2 separate regions of the Columba livia genome follow, and region 1 is linked to region 2. A link is a contact called in public Hi-C data. All regions are on one chromosome and are shown on one strand. The core of a region is the stretch at or near the end of the contact, and the rest is flanking DNA. Distances in the headings are between cores, read along the strand shown.

Region 1 (2,700 bases), core at 106-2,605, 100 kb after region 2:
GAACAGGTGGGTGTTTTCAGATTCAAACATGAAAACTGTTAGTCACCTAAGAAAACTAGAAAATGCTAGTCATGTTAAGAAGAATTAACATCAAGAAATGGAAGTGAGATTTAAGTGAAGTTTGTAACATCAAGATAGACACCACTATGATTTAGTTTTGGAAGACATTTCACCTTCAATTTTATTATTTGTCACAACTGTGGCAGCATATTTCACCTGTGAACTTTCATCTTAGAATACTGAAAAATAAGGTGTCACATTTTTAATTCAATAGACTGAAATGCACCTGAGCAAAGCAAAATTAAAATTCAAAGACTAAAGAAAGCATCTAGATGAACTCAGTTTTGGCTTGTGGACATGCACAAAATTTCAAAAAATAAAATAAATAAACAGCTTTTGGCACTTATCCACAGTAAGCTGCAAGGTGATTTAATTGAGGATAGCTAATAAAAGTGATCAGCTCACAATGAAACTGTACAAGCCATTAGTTCACATTTAAACAATAAATCTGATTGCAGTTTTGAGCACAAAAACATAACTTAAAATCCTATTTCAAATTTGAAAAACTATATTGATTTTAAGTAGTTTAAATACATTCATTCCCAGTCAAAGTTTTACAGTAACTGATGATTTTCCACCACACACACAACCAAGTTATAAATCCCTGAAACATGGATTTATTATAGGAATACTGATAAAACCTTAACAGAGATACAAATGATACATCACATTGTGTCTTAGACCTTAACCGTAAGTACTTGACCACCTCGGATTGGTAGATGCATCACTCCTACTGTGAGACTCTAATACCATCCTCTAGGACCAACTGGTTTATATTGAATTCACAACAGTTTGCAGTTACCTAAAAAATATGATCTTTTTTTTAATCACACTATAAAATATTCATCTTCTAACCAGTATTTCAAAACTTTTGCAAAGAAAATTTCTCAGTGATAATGGGGACTAAACATACTAAGCAAGGAGAGCAACTGTAGTCAATTTGAGAAAGTCGTTTCAGTATCAGTGCCCCTGCAGAGATTTAGTACACAGCAGTACTTCCCTTGACATAAGCTCATTGGTGCATGTTTATCTGTGCATCTTAGGACCTTAGTCTAGCAGGAGATCTTGGGACTCTCCAAGTTAATCTCATTCTGGCACTAACTTTCTGTGGGGTAGGGCAATTTCCAAATGAAAGGCACTCTGTTGTGAGTGAAATCTGAATAATCAGCAATGCAAATGGACAGCTTGAAACATATTGAAGAGAACTGCTGTAGCCTACATGAGGCCAAGCAGAGATCTTCTAAATATCTCAACTTCCCTCCCACTCCCGCCCCCAATGCTTTTTTTCACCTGGGCGGAACTGAGCGAAGATTCAACTGCACTACCAGATGACTTGCAGAACAGCCCCTGGGCCACCACTGCCTTGCTTCCTGCAGCTCAAAGCAAGCAGGTAACCTGCAAGCGTGGTCCTCTTTAGTAGAACAAGAGCACAGGTACACACTACTAGTTTGTCCCTCTTATTATTATTTAATTTTTCCTCACAACTTTTTTTTTAACCCTTCCCTGTAAAAAAAAAAAAAAAAAAAGTCTTGAGAATAAAGTATTCCTTAGGGACAGGAAAACTTATGCTTGTTAGTCTGACTAAATGATGTGCAAAACAGAAGTCATTTCCCTGAGGCAAAGATCTTCAAGTCATGCCTAACTTACATTGTCTATTCTTATTTCAAGCTGTTGAAATATTTGGCACAATGAGGCCTTGATCATCGACTGGAGTCTCATGGCATCATCACAGTCTACATAATGCATTTACATAATCAAGTAGAAGTTACAAATGCTCCATTGTCTCATTCTGTTTCAGTTTCTCACATTTACTCATCACAACTCCTTGACTTTTCAAGGGCAGCATGTGGGCTCCTGGACAGGAAGGCAGAGTGACAAACTTCTACTGTATTCAAAGGTTGCTGTAAGTACTGAGAGCCTGAAAGGGCAATTGCAGTAGTTGTTGGACTCAATACATGAGTAACAAGGTACATGTTAATATAGCCTGTTATATACAGGCCAAAGGTAGGTGACTGAATAATCTCTTTTTGACTTACATTATGAAAAGCATACAGGGAGATAAAAAGTCGTGTTGTGAATGCTTCCAGTCTAAAACATATAAGAAGCAAAGCCTGAAACCAAGTCTTTCCGGCTTTCCCTTTTAAAATATAAATTGCACTTTTTATACAAAGCAATCTGAAGTCTAAACTGTAGTAAAAATTTGAAGCTGCCTCACTGTACCAGAGTATCTGTTGTTCATCATCTGAAGCACAGGCAATCAGTTTTCATTCTGCACACAGAGCCATACGCTCTACACCTTTCTTCTTTAAAAGGGCCTGCCACTAAATGCCATGCCACTGGGTGCGTACTGAACCAAAAAGAGAAAAATAACAGTTTAAGGGCTTTATCTCCACAAGGAGCTGAAAACTGGGGCACAACCCATGTCCAATACTTAATATACAAATTAGCACACTCCCACCCAGGGCTTCAAAAATCAGTCATTCTTTCTCATGTTTGTCACACAATCATATCATCAGCAAGCAACAGTGCCAGTTAAGCATTTTTAAGGTCTTCAAAAATCCATAGCAAAGAGCACTTCTGAGAAAGATAATCTAAAGATTTGGTTTAAAAATAGACACCACACTCACATTCAAGGGACAT
Region 2 (2,700 bases), core at 87-2,586:
GTGTCAGCCACTCCTCCCAGCTTGGTGTCATCAGCAAACTTGCTGACAGTGCAATCCTCATCCAAGTCGCTGACAAATATATTGAATAGTACTGGTCCCAGTACTGACCCCTGAGGCACTCCACTAGATACAGGCCTCCAACTCGATCATCAAAGAGATCATCGCAGACAGAAAACATGGAGCACTTGCACAAATACAAAAGGAACTGGAGGCCACATCTGTTCCTCCTCTTCACATTCGTCCACTGGTGAAACATTGACATAGAAACACAAACAGTAGATGCCCCCACACATCCTGTATCCCTAGTTACATACGAGTCCCTGCAGCTGGCAGCCATGCTCCAGCTGCCGGTACTCAGATCTCTTAACCTACTCACCCAGTCCATCTTGAATTTCACTCAAATGCATGTTGAAAGAGCTCACCCACACATAAGACAGGATTTACTGAGAAGACAGAACCAAATGTCCAGGGCATGGCCTAAGCAGCACACTGACCTGCAGCCTATTGTCACGTAATCAGCCCCATTAATCCTCTTATCTGTTTATTTTCCCAGAACTGTTCCTTCCTTTGATCCTTCCATTTCCTCGCCTTTGGTTTTCCCCTAATCATCCCATAATAAATTTTGTACATTCCCACAGTCCCCTTCAAAGATGCTATAGTAAGTTTTATAAAATCCTCAAATCTCTTCCCCTTGTGTCTCTGGCAGTGACCCCTCAGCCTGTGAGATGGTGGGGACCCTCTACTCTTGACACATGGTGATGGGTGTCCCCCAGACCATGGGGGCTTCCCTGGGAGCATGGAGAGGAACGGAAGCAGGTCAGGGATGACTGGGGCTCTCCTCTGCTCCTTTAAAGATGAGCCTTTAATCACACCTATATCAATAAATATCTTAGGGTAGTATTCATCACACTTAAACTTAGCCTTTTATAATCAGTGTCTAACAGGGACTGCTCAAGCATGCTGCCTCTCCAGCCAGTAATGAAAAGGAATATTCCCATCCCCAGCCACCCACCTCAGGCTGGGAGAGATTGTTCTTTGGAGCTCCTGTCTGTCTGCAATTATGAATGATAGTTTTGATTAGCCTACTTGCTTAACTTTGAAATATCTGAAACTTGTCGAAAGCAATCCCAGTTGTTCTAGGAACAGAAATCGTAGAATCATGAAATAGTTTGGGTTGGAAGGGAACCTTTGAAGGTCATCTAGTCCAACCGCCCTGCCATGAGCAGAGACATCTTCAACTAGATCAGGTTGCTCAGAGCCCCGTCCAGCCTGGCCTGGGATGTCTCCAGGGATAGGGCATCTACCATCTCTCTGGGTAACCTGTTCCTGTATTTTTCCACCCTCATTATAAAAAATTTCCTCCTAATGTCTAGTCTGAAATGCTCTTCCTTATGGACTCCTGGCTGGTAGGGCTCTGTGTAGGGTGATGTACAACATGAAGAGTGAAGATTGTGTTAAAAAAAACCAACCAACCAAACAAGACACAATTTTGGATCAAAAGTAAATACTGCATTCTTCTTTGGTAAACTAGCAGTCTTGATGTTAATTATGTACATACATACACAACAGTATGTTAAATATTATTCTGTTATGTACAGAAACACAGATTGTGCAGGGGCTGAGGTTTGCTGGCTAATGTTGACGTACCTATACATTCCATATATTTATAAAAGAAAACCTGTTTCTAGTGCAATAACACTACATTTTTTCCCACACCGTTACAGATTTAGTTTTCTTAACATGGAAACCAGAAGTTTGTCTTTAGGAGGCGTGTAACTCTCTTCTTATCAGGATCAAACTCAAATTGCTTTCTTCCACAGAAGAAATAAAAAAAGTCTAGGGAAAAAAAAATAAATTATTTTATTGCAGGTGTAAAAACTAATATTCTCTAACAACTTCTGGAAAGAGCTCAGAAAAACTCTGAATACACTTACACTGCAAACAACATCTTCTCCCAGGTGTAACCTCTACACAATGGTGCATAGCAGCATGGGGACACCTCCCATAGCAAACCAGCCATGCACAGACTTCATAATATACTTAATGAATCCCCTGATGCACTCCTTGCAAAAATGTTTTCCTGAGTGTTTCTGCAGTTTAAAATACTTGCTGTGAGGCAATGACCATGTTTAAGCCATAGAATCATAGAATGTCCTGAGATGGAAGGGACCCACAAGGGTCCTCGAGTCCAACTCCTGTCCCTGCGTAGTACAACATGACACATCAACTGTCCTCCATCCAGGAGGGCGTATTTCTGGCTGCCTGTGGGTAGGTGTTGCACAGCCTGGAGTGTGCACAGAGCATGGAAAGGTGCAAGCAGGTATGAGTTTGTTGGGGTGCCACCAGGTACCGGTGCAGGGAAGGAGAGATCCAGCCTGGGACAGTCATGTCCACATTGACCTCCGGGAGTGATGGCTGCAGTTAAGGGTCCCCAGGTCCACATATAAGACTCATTTTGGAGGAAGTTGCTAGATTTGCTAAGGAGCAACTAACATGCATGGGTTTTGGTAATTAGCAGATGAGGGACCAGGAGATAACTGGGAAGCTGTGCCATTTGCTACTATGGATGGAGCCTTACATTTATTCCAGCATCTCTCTCTCTAAGTAACATTCTCCTTCATGCAGGAGAAGTTAGTGCCAGTTATTATCCTCCAAGAAGTGCCTTTTTATGACAGAGGGCCAGGCTGGGATAGCTCACAG

Evidence for each region. Hi-C and Micro-C count contacts between places; a contact is called where the count stands out from the background.
Region 1: a contact with region 2 is called in a Hi-C map of crop, with 1.9 times the contacts expected there. The contact joins the enhancer-like site here to the promoter of LOC102089808 in region 2. A contact is called at or near these places in 2 of 2 Hi-C or Micro-C datasets (crop and liver).

What each region holds. Positions count from the first base shown.
Region 1 is chr1:16,427,111-16,429,810 of bColLiv1.pat.W.v2, forward strand. DCUN1D5 (defective in cullin neddylation 1 domain containing 5) reads right to left here. Exons shown (of 8, transcript XM_065047521.1): 8 at 1-2,700. Among named protein-coding and RNA genes, the nearest start is that of DCUN1D5, 16 kb to the right of the region's middle. Within about 2 kb of position 1,356, at least 1 of the 3 cell types and tissues checked has an H3K27ac peak away from gene starts, as active enhancers do.
Region 2 is chr1:16,322,998-16,325,697 of bColLiv1.pat.W.v2, forward strand. LOC102089808 (interstitial collagenase) reads right to left here and starts at 1,337. Exons shown (of 11, transcript XM_065047074.1): 1 at 1-1,337. LOC102089618 (stromelysin-1) reads right to left here. Exons shown (of 10, transcript XM_065046899.1): 10 at 1,488-1,836. The coding sequence ends at 1,736.